Linked DNA regions of Zea mays: region 2 is linked to region 1. The links are chromatin contacts, called in public Hi-C maps. All regions are on one chromosome and are shown on one strand. Each heading gives the region's core, a stretch centred on a gene start, on an enhancer-like site or on the middle of the called end of the contact. The rest is flanking DNA. Distances are from core to core; before and after follow the strand shown.

Region 1 (5,822 bases), core at 932-3,431:
CTGGCCGCAAGCGGCGGCGCTGCTCGTGCGCACGGTGGAGGACGGCCGGAGACGATGACGCGGGCTTGCTGAGGGCCCCAGGGAGGTCGGGGGGAGTGTGACAAACATGGAGGTAGGCACGACACCTATGCAGAAGCTCCGGAGGGTGGCGATCTGCGGCGAGATGGCTCGGCGTCGTCGCTGTCTCACTTTGATGAGAAATTGTGCACAACAGAGGGCAGGGGAGGGGAAATAAACGAGCGGGAGAGGTTGGTTACTTCGAGGGAAGACTCCGAGACCCTTGAACGGAGGCAGAGGCATGGCGAGGGCTCGAGTCGATGACTGTAGCGCTGCTGCTGCGAGGAGGGAGGTCTGGTGAGCGTAAATAGAGAGAAACAGAGGGGAAGGGGTGAATTGAAGGGTGTCCCAGGTCACAGAGGTCGAGGCGAAACTCACCGAGGCAATGGACATGGCTAGGCCTCAACGACGATGGTAGAATGGACGAGCAACCACAAAGGAGGGCAGTGGTGCTTCTCTGGCGTGCGCGCGGTGCGAGGTGAGGGTGGGAGCTCTGTGGATGCGCAAATGAGGAAGGGGGATAGTGAGTGGGGGTGCGACCTGCTAGAAATGGTCGGGGGTGGGGCGGTCGCAACCTCGGCGTGTGTCGTGGGCGCGAAGTCCACGGCATGCGCGTGAGTCGTGCGCGTGGTCAGTTGGGGAGGACAGGGCTGACAGGCAGGGTCCACGGGTCAGTGGGAGGGGGCGCGTGCAGGCGAGGGAAACAACGGCGACAGGCGGGGCCCACCGCGCAGAGAGAGTGAGGGCGCGCGTGGGGGCGCTGGCGAGCTGGGCTGACTGGGCCGAAAGGCCGAGGGACAGGGGGTTTCGGCTACTTTGGCTTTTCTTTTTAAATCTGAATTTCTAATTCCTTTTATTTTTGTTTCTTCTATTGAATTCAAATCCAACCAAAGGAAAAATTCAAACTTGAATATTTCAAACATGGACATAAACCAAAAACAAGCTTTAAGCTCAGCATGATGCAACATTTCATGTCTCCTCTAGGGTTTAATATACTAAAGTATTAATACATATCCAAATAAATAAATAAAACTCTATTAAAATGAAGAGAAAGAAATCTATAGAGAGGAGAAAAGAGGTAACACCTGAATTTGGTAGATATTAGAGAAGAAATTTTATACCCCCAAATTCAGGGTGTTAAAGATGGATTCACCATCATGAGTTTTCTTTGTAAATATTCCCATTCCAGTGTGAAGCATCACCCTTTTAAAACAAAACATTTTGTTTTCTAAGAAAAGCTAAGCATCATTAAAACTTGTTTGAGTAAATCAGGTAACACAGAATGGTACTCGATTTCTCAAGGAAGGAAATGCATCAGTAGTTTATCACACAACTCCTATCACCTAATGCATCATTCTAAGGTGATAAAACTTTAAATACAAGGGAATGGAAAATGCACCGGGGCTTGACTTGTGTTGTAGGAGTAGCTGCTTCTTCACAACAGATGTCAAAATAGAAATTATTCTCCACAAGAGGGTTCTCAGTCGGAGGGACAACTTCTTCTACTATAGAATCTTCTTCATGTTCTATACGCAATAATACATATATGGATGCTTATGTTATGCCATGAACATGCATGTCTATAAACAAGAATTAGAAAACACTCTCTTGAATACAACTTTCCTGCACAGAGTTTATTAGCCATCAGAGCTTCCTAGCTAGATAATCTTCTAAGATTAACTCAACTAATCTTCTTAGGTTAACAAGTTATAGCAAGTTTACTATTCTTAATTTCACTTATAAAATTAATTTCTAGTTTCGTTTTGTATTAAAAGGGGTTATTTCTTTGGACTATATCTGGTTTCCTGGTTAAACAGTGGCCAAACAAGTTCAAATTTCACCCAAGGGCTAGAACAAACATATCAAGTCTACCCAAAAGTTTTCATGATTTTTGAAACTCCTAATATATTTCTAAAATTCTAATAGGCTTTGCATAAAAATCTAATTTTATGAGTCTAGTAAAATTGGTCCCATGGTTTTACCATTTTCTACTGTTTTAGTGGATTTCACAAGCTATCAGTAAAAAAGAAAAAGGAAACTCGTGAACAGGATTAGGCTGAATCCAGCTCGAGACGGCCCACGGACGGTAGAAGAGCGTGCGCGCCCACAATGGTGATCTTGCACAGAACCCCCTGGCGTTTCAAACAACTAATCTAGACCCTAGTCACTATTCCACTATCTCTCTGTCCTTACGCTCGACCCCCTTTTATTCTTCCTCTTCGCAAAACCATGCCCCCGCGCTCGACCCCGGTCGAACACCTGGCGGAACCACCAGAACTCGCTGTCGACGACCCTCCTCGACGGTAGCGAGTACCCGTACAACACCCCAGAGACTACCGGAGCATATGCCCTAGGTTACTTTGGCAGGTCAGCCCCTAAGTCATGCCTTCCCACGACGACGGCGGAGTCAGAGCTCCGGTGAGTCCGCACATGCGCACACAGTATGGTAGCACTCAATTGAAGAGCGGGGAGAGCATCAATGTCTCACCAAGATTAAGGTGCTTGCGCGATTTTTGAGCGAAGAAAGCGCAGCAGTGCCGGTCGATGTGAAGGGTGTCCACGACGGTGTTCCCAGGCGGCGACACGACGTTCCTAGAGTTGTGCTGCAGTAGCGTTCAAATGGTCGAGACTATGAGCGTCTAGAGGCCAGAGGTGTTCTAAAATGGGGACCAGAGGGGCATATGAACCAACTCAAGAAAGGCTGACCATGGCGAAGCTCAACTCGGCGGTGACGTTGACTGTTTCCAGGGAATTCCAGTGAACTCACGCTCTGGTGGACGAATTAGAGTAGTGAGCGGTGGGCTGAACACGTAACAAGGAGGCGAAGCCAAGGGAACATCCAATTTAAAGGGGTCAGCCTGGTTACTCGCGAATTTTGGACGAGAGTGTGGACGCCGGTGACGGGATATTTCACCGGGACACGATCACTGTGGTGCGTGATGGTATACTGGATCAGGGGCGGTAAACCATGGCTTGCCATGGTCACGACGACGTGGTAAAACGACCCATCATGTGGCACAACCACAGGTACCGTGGATCACGACGACGGTATCTCGGCCACGACACCGGCCAATGATGCGATGGCCATGCCAGTGCCAAACCCAAATGCAACCCCCAGCGACGATCTTTTCCTTCATTGTGTGTTACTCGTCCTTACCTATGCATGAATCACCGCGCCGGGCACGGATCACAGTGCAAGGACACCGGCGGCGGGTGCACTGAACCTAGAATCTTGTTCAGTTACTGTTCATGTTGAATACCAATTCCAGCTGACTGATAGTGCAACTTTGAGGCATTTTTATTCCCTTTTCCAAACAACAACATACCCACCTTCACTATGACAAAGTTGCACACCTATATATAGTATTCAACTATGTCACAGTGACCCCGGTCTTAACTTCACTAGATCAGTCACAAATTGGCTCCAAAGTTGACTAAATGTCACTGAATTCTCAGTTTCAGAACTGTTCTAGTCTGACAGTCCTACTTTGGGGATGTTTTACACTATGTTCCATATAGTTTTAGGGCCAGGTCCCTTACTAAAATTTGTACTATAATAGTAGTCCTGCAACTTTGTTATAGTGACTTATAGGAAAACCCTCATGGATTTAAAACTACAAGCGTCCAAAATTGGCTCAATATCACTATTTTGTAGGACTTCAACTCTTGAGCACATGTGAACTTTTGCACTTTACTCCAATTTACCCCACAACACATGGAAATTCCCAAATAGGAAAAACGCTAGCTCTCAAAACTCTACTACTTTGGTATATACACTTTTTTGCAAAAAGTGATTAGAATTTGAAATCCCCTATAAGGCATTATTTAGGGTTTTTGGACTCCAAACTAGGGTTTTGGTTTTCCAGAGTACTTTAAGTGCTTAACCTCCCTAGTTTTTACCCTTCTAGGAATAATCCTTAGTAAGTATGCTCTATGCTCAAACAAGTGCCACATCACATATTCTTTTTAAGATTTTAACTTAGTGGATGCATTCTAGGTGTATCACAAGCAATGTAATGTCAGTGCATATGATCCCATGCTAAAGTTTTAGTTCTCGTAACACCAGAGGTGTTACATCCTCTCTCGCATAAAAGAATCTCGTCCCAAGGTTTTAAAGCTACTGGGTAAGTAATGGAAAAGGAAATACGTCACAACTTTATTTCCCATTTTCTCCTACAAGGCAGGGGTGGGCGTGTGTGTCTCACCTGACTTTACAATAAAGTGTACAAAACTTAGGGTTTACAGGAAACTAAAAACTCAGGAAAATGCTTCGTTAAATAATCTTTAGATTCCTAAGTGCCCTCTTCTTCTATATGTTGGTTCCATTGTACTTTATAAAATTTGAAGTGTCCTTTTTCGAGTGACTCGATCCATTTGGTCCAAAACTCGTACGTGATATTTTGAATAAGTTAGGTCTAGTTCCAAGTTAACTTCTGATACATCCATGGTTTGATCGGGTACTCGGAGGCACTTCTTTAGTTGTGATATGTGGAACGCATTGTGTACTGCAAATAAAGATTCTGGTAACTGAAGTCTGTACGCAAGATGTCCACATCGTTCGAGAATAGGGAACAGACCAATGTATCGGGGTGCTAACTTTCCTTTAACTCCAAAACGGCTAACCCCTTCATTGGTGATACTTTCAAGTATATGTGATCTCCGACTTGAAAGATCAATGGTCAGTGTCATTTGTTAGCATAATTCTTTTGTCGTGCTTGAGCTTCTCTCAAATTGTGTCAAATACATTGAACCTTTTCTTCTGTTTCCTTGACCAAATGAGGTCTGAAGAACCATCGCTCTCCCGGTTCTGACCAGTTTAAAGGTGTTCTACATCGTCGACGATATAGAGCTTCGAATGGCACCATTTTGATACTCTCTTGATAACTGTTATTGTAGGAAAATTCCACAAGCAATAAACTGTCATCCCACTTATGTGTAAATTCCAAAACACAAGCTCTCAACATATCTTCTAGTATTTGATTAACCTTCTCTGTTTGTCTACTCGTCTGGGATGATAGACCGAACTATGGGGCAACTTAGTACCCAAAAACTTGTGTAGCTCTTCCCAAAATTTGGATACAAATTGCGGTACTCGATCCGATACTATCGTTCTTGGTACCCCATGCAGACGTATAGTTGAGCATAGGTAAGAACTGGGTAATAAGTTGAGCATAGGTAAGAACTGGGTAATAAGTTTTGACTGAATGAAAATGAGCTATCTTTGTAAGCCGATCCACTATAACTCAAATAGAATCATATCCCTTAGATATTTTCGGTAGTCCAACAATAAAATCCATACTAATTTTGTCCCACTTCCAAGTTGGGATGAGCTATGACTGTAGGGGACCAACTGTTTTCATGTGCACAGCTTTTACCCACTGGCAAGTATCACACTTTGCTACATAGCGAGCAATTTCTATCTTCATTTTAGTCCATCAATAATGTTGTTTCAGGTCTTGGTACATCTTAGTACTTGTAGGGTGGATAGAATACCGAGTGAGATGAGCTTCATCCAAAATATGTTGGTGGATAGAATACCGAGTGAGATGAGCTTCATCCAAAAAATTCTATCTTCATCACAAAAAGCTTTGTATGGTTTGAAACAAGCCCCTAGAGCCTGGTATGAGTGTTTGAAAACTTTTCTACTTGCAAAGGGTTTTAAAATGGGCTTTGTGGACAAAACTATTTTTCTCCTCAAGCTTGGCAGTGACACCCTTTTAGTTTAGATTTATGTGGATGATATCATCTTTGGTAGTTCCTCTCAT
Region 2 (5,822 bases), core at 1,954-4,453, 340 kb before region 1:
GAGGCCGCCGAGTGCTTCTGCAACGACGTCCGGGTCCTCAGGTAGAGAAGGCCGGGCTGATGACGAAGTCGATACTCTTGAAACGGGCGATCGCTCCGGATGTGAGAACGACACGGGGACAACCGTGGGCCCTTGCGGTAGCGTCGAGACTCCTGGGAGGAAGGGGATGTCATTAGAATAAGACATTTAGGGCTGGTTTGGTGGCAAGAGATTTGGAAGGGATCTATGGGAAATGAATTCCTTTACTATTCAAAATTGAATAGCAAGTGACTTCCTCCCCCATGGACCCTACAAATCTCTTGTCATCAAACCAGCCCTCACTAATTTATGGGAGATTTTCCCTCATGCTTTGTTTTGGTATTTTAGTATTCACCATAATTTACACTCCAAACGACCTCAATACATGTGGATCGGGATAAATACTAGAGTACCCAAACAATATCTCACTAAGTTTGTCTCCCTTACTTTCAAACTAGCCCTTAGTGTAATTCTGTGGGGGTCGACTTTCGCCCATGGGTCAACTTTCTTTTAAAACTATGAACCTTTTGTGAATTGAGTATGCTAGAGTTTTATAAGTCTGCATAGTCTCTTTTTACATAGGCATTCAGATTGAATTTCATTTGCAGGTTAGAAACTATAGGGAAGATTGGGATCTTGAAGTGACAGAACCAGTTGCAGGAAATTACTACCCGGTAATCAAAGTACTCACATTTTTCTAAGTGAATAATATTCCGGTTGTTAGAAACGATGATGGAATTTCAGTTTACAGCATGCTATCTGTATTTTTTCCATGTGAAGAAGTATTTTTGTATCATGCAACAATATATCCAAAATGAAAATGGGATTGACTGGAAATATGAATATAGAATTATACTTTTCTTATTAGATTACGACTTCAGTATATTTCTTGCACACTAACTTTTCAGGTCAATCTAGGCGTGTATGTAGCCGATGGAAAATATGAGCTGTCAGTACTTGTGGACCGTGCTGTTGGAGCATCAAGTATTCAGGATGGTCAGCTAGAGATTATGCTACACAGGTACTAGCTGAGTCACTTCAATCAGTTCTATGTTTATTGGTCGTCGAAAACAAATAGCTCCAAGATCTTGTACAAAAATCTTGATAGTTCGTATAGGGTCAATCTTGGTCCTAATCTAGACTCCCTGCTAGATCTTGTAAAAGATTAACACCAGGCATGGTTTCAGGCAGATTCAAAGAACGGATCATGTCTTCCAAGAGAGAGAAAGAACTAAGTCTTTTTATTGAAATAATTCTATTTTTTATTGAAATAATTCAAAGAACGGATCCTTTTGTCTGAATCTGACCGTTTTAACTCTCAACTCTAATACCATCTAAATCTAGCACTCCAAAGATTAGTGACAATTGATTTTGACCATTGGGCTCAGAGTGCATTGGCAGTGTTGTCCTCAAAGTTTTAGATTTTTTTTTGCCAACATGGCCGACTTTTTATTATCTTTTTACCCTATTTTCATGGCTAACCGGTTTACTTTCGCATGGAATAAATAAAGAGCAATAGAGAGAATGATGACAGTGTTTGGAACGCTGGAAGCATTCAAGAATTTCACAGAAATCGGTTAATGTTTGCAGGAAAAGCCTACACATCACTTGAAAACCACGAAAACAAGAGGGTCAAAATTGAGTAATATTCGTAGACACGGTACCATATTTAGACATGGATGGTGGTAAACATTTTTTAGCAGATGATGGGTAGAAATTAGAGAAGTAGAAGAGTTGAAGGGTCCTATATTACTTTTTTATTTCCTATAACTGCATCTTAAGAATGGAGTCGTCTCTTGGATTTTTTTTTCTTGGAGCTATTCTCCAAATGGATAGGATTAGGTGTTAGCTCTTACCTAGAACCAAGTTTTTTAACACATTCTAAATGCCCACAACCAGTCCTATAACAATTGCATTTTGTTTCAATAACTCAATATGCTGTTGTTATATGTATTGTAGACGAAGACCATAAGCTAAGGTTTATAAAGTGACTAATGAAAGGTTTACGATACTATATGTCAAATGAACCAAGGAATTTTGAACCTGCTTTTTGGAGCATAATTGTGTTACGAAGATATTCGTTGCGACCTCTTGAATTCAATCTCAAATCTGTGTATTATGTTTTGCATATGTTATGCACATGCTGGAACTCTCTAATCATAAACGTTGTCAATATATATCAGGCGTGTAATCAGAGATGACGACAAAGGTGTTGATGAACCACTTGGTGAAGTTGTTTGTTTGGATGGAAGTTGCAAGGGGCTCACAGTATAAATTCAGTGACAATATTGATGTTGTCTTTGTATTTTCCAATAACATTGAACTGTTTATTTGACAGTTGTTACTGAAACTTTCCGTTCACAAAAATGACAGGTGAGGGGAACATACTATGTCAAAGTTGACAAGATAGGGCATGGAGCTCACTGGCGAAGAACATATGGCCAACAAGTCTATTCACCCTATCTTCTTGCTTTTACTCATGAGGTATACCGCTTTTTACCATGTCTGTATGATCCTTTTATTTGGTTCCACAGGTAATCATTCTTGTCATTACAGGATGAGACAAGTTGGAAATCCTACAATGTTGCCAAACAAAGCACGATGGATGAGAATTACAGTCTTCCTGATAATGTTGCCATTATTACCTTGCAGGTATCATAATGCTTTCTTGATTTACTTTTAACTCATAGCGAAGTATTGGGCACACACCATATTAATGACATAAAGACATTAACAGAAAAATTGAACTTTTCAGAATCTAGATGATGACACCACATTACTCCGCTTGGCCCATCTATTTCAGGTGTATTAGTTTTCTGTAGAATAGTGTTTTCTTTTCGTTCCTCCTAAATAATGAATCAATAATTGATCTTTTGTCGAGTCTCCAGGATCTAGAGGACGCTCAGTATTCAGTGATAGCAAAAGTTGAACTAAGAAGGGTGTTCGGAAAGAGAACCGTAAGTAAAATTATTGTTGCAAATCATCCTTTTGGATTCATATTCCTGTGCAGAATAATTATATAGTAGCCTAAATGTTGTTCTAATATGCAGATCAAGGAATTAGCTGAGACTAACCTTTCTGCCAATCAAAAGAAGTCAGAGATGAAAAAGCTCAACTGGAGAGTATTGGGGAACGATAAAAGTGATCCCATCCCACTGAAAGGTGGTCCCGTTGATAGTCAAGCTCTTGTCGTTGAACTCGGACCCATGGAGATACGCACATTCTTGCTGAAGTTCTAGATTGCATACACTTAGTAATTGCCTAGTTTTTAAAGGGGAAAAAGAAACATCAGAATCTAGGACCCATTTGGCTATCATTGGTTTTCAATTGACTGGGTAAGAGGACATCAATACCAATTCTACATTCTATTCTCGCTGCTTTCATGTATATATCTCTCAATCACCCACTAGCTAGTTGGACTCTCATCAGACTTCGCTTAGAGTTCTTGACCCAAGCATGCATATTGAATTCATATATCTTGATATTGTGAGGTTTGTTTTAGAATATGATACCCCTGCTTATATGAAACTTGTCAAGGATCTCTGAAAAGATATTGTGAGTACAACACAAGATTGAACTATATCAAGAATGATAGACAATCTCACAGAAACTCATAGATGACAGGTTGAAGCAACCACGACATGAGATTAGGATCTGGTGAAGGCAATTAGGGCTGATAACGAGCCGAGCTGACTCGGCTCGGCTTGGTGGCCCAGCGAGCCACCAAACTCGGCTTAAGCTCATCCAGGCTCGCGAGCCACCACACTAAGTATCATTTAGAGCAGAAATTTTATATTTTCGTTATATATAAAATAAAAAATATGTACCAAAAATCCAGTAACATCTTTTAAAGTATATCTAGCATTGGTTCCATAAAAGACAAAAAAATCAATAACATAATAATGTAATACTGTAACAACATAACACCATATCATTGTTGAAGTGTATAAATAGATTGACTATCTTCTCTCATCAGCTTAAGATTTTGGGTTGAACAGATTAGTGCGTCCACTACAACATGGTACCAAAGATAGAGGTCTTGAGTTTGAATCCTAGCATAGGCTTGTGCCTCCACATATTTATTTCCACGTTTACGACTTTCTCTCTGGCTGCACGTTAGTGGAGGTGTTGAAGTGTATTTTATTGAAATCTCATTTTACATAATAAATTTCGTTCTATTTACATTACAGAATACAACGAAATTCAAACTGAATTAAACTAAAGGATAAACAGAGTAAAATCTACTAAAGTAACACAAAAAATGGAGTAACTGGTTATCTTCTCCTATTAACTTAAGCTTTTAGTTTGAATTGGTTAGTACGTTCACTATAACAATCATTAGGCCGGCTCGCGAGTTAGCTCGGGCTCGCTCAGGCTTGGCTTAGCTCGTTGTTTGAGCGAGCCATAAAAGTAGGATCAGCTCGGGCTCGCTCAGGCTTGTGAGTCCCTCCGAGTCGAGCCTGAGTGACTCCGAGCCGGCTCGCGAGCTTCGAGCGTTTTTCTAGCTCTAAAGTCAATTACAAATTCTATGTATAAGCACAAATCTAAAAGAGTATAATTGGTTGTCGCTCTCTCATAATCATACTTCACCCTCTAAGACTATTATTTGTCCAATGCACTAATCTAGTGCAATAGATCTTTCTAGCCTAACCCTCTAAAGGGAATGATAACGTCTAAGAGAAGCGGTTCAATTAGGCAATCTATTTCTCGCACTAATCTATGACCTCTATTTTCCTTAATCAAAACCTATGCGGATAACCATGAGTTCATATGTGCAACTAAGGTTTTGACTAAGGGTTGTTATCTCTACCACAAAAAGTTTTGCAAGATTCCAAACCTATCCACTAGTCTATATTTAAGCTAATAAGATAAAGCACACAACCAAAGGTAACAATATAAACGCGGAAGGTCAAAATGATAGAGATACAAACTCCCATTAACGGGTCGATACTTTTATCAAGGTATCAAGAAGTGTGCAAGTTTCTTACTTATCCTCGTTGGAGTACCATATAAGGGAAGCCCACAAGAGGGCCAAGCTCCTAGTAAGGTAACTATGTAGATAGCCCTGAACCTTCTCCACGTGCAAGTGGTGCTCTGATTCTAGCCTCTCTCAGATGCTTCTCGCTATCTCCACTATCAAGCTTCTAGCTAAAACATCATGGGCCTTGTTCTCTCTAGTACATGGGGGTGACCACACCACAAACACAGTTGGTGTGATCTATCAAGACTATAAGCTCCACTCATTACAATACAATGGTGCACATAAACACCAAGGGGTTTAGGGTGTCTAACCTCACTTCTATCAACTAGGATTAACCAAGAGCAAGTGTTATAATAGCAGTTTAACTAACCTAACCACTTTGCAAAGCACCTACACTAATCACCGAGTGATTCTGCGAGTACTTGTGTGTCTAGAGCTAAATGAATGGAGTATCAACTCTTTAGTATTGTTTCTTAGCTCCCACACATCTCAAATGCCCACTTGACATCGTAACTATAGCCCCCCATGTCCAAACTAGCCATTGGAAATGACACAAAAATGTATGTACTCACTAGAAATGTTTGACATAGTCACCGGACATGTTCGGTGCAGTCATCAAACATGTCCGCTGCGTACACATCAGCTAGTTGGTACTAGCCGTTATCGACCATTGAGCTTGGGGTATTTAGCGTGGTCACCAGTGTCACACCAAACATGTATGGTGCATGTATCCTAGCTTGGTTGCATTTGCAACCTCTCTGATTACCCTATCTGGTACGGTATCTAGTGTACCACTAGACATGTCTAGTCTATTGCAAAGCTC

The links. Hi-C and Micro-C count contacts between places; a contact is called where the count stands out from the background.
Region 2: a contact with region 1 is called in a Hi-C map of leaf, with 4 times the contacts expected there. The contact joins two enhancer-like sites. A contact is called at or near these places in 4 of 25 Hi-C or Micro-C datasets (ear, leaf and leaf mesophyll).

The regions. Positions count from the first base shown.
Region 1 is chr1:117,787,475-117,793,296 of Zm-B73-REFERENCE-NAM-5.0, reverse strand. No RefSeq gene overlaps it. Among protein-coding and RNA genes, the nearest start is that of LOC100216809, 110 kb to the right of the region's middle. Within about 2 kb of position 2,181, at least 14 of the 20 cell types and tissues checked have an H3K27ac peak or open chromatin away from gene starts, as enhancers often do. A contact at or near this core is called in leaf, where this site is marked.
Region 2 is chr1:118,126,017-118,131,838 of Zm-B73-REFERENCE-NAM-5.0, reverse strand. It overlaps LOC100193937, which reads left to right. Exons shown (of 28, transcript NM_001359353.1): 21 at 627-692; 22 at 927-1,039; 23 at 2,202-2,286; 24 at 2,392-2,502; 25 at 2,575-2,670; 26 at 2,774-2,821; 27 at 2,907-2,975; 28 at 3,069-3,451. The coding sequence ends at 3,257. Among protein-coding and RNA genes, the nearest start is that of LOC100193937, 50 kb to the left of the region's middle. Within about 2 kb of position 3,203, at least 2 of the 20 cell types and tissues checked have an H3K27ac peak or open chromatin away from gene starts, as enhancers often do. A contact at or near this core is called in leaf, where this site is marked.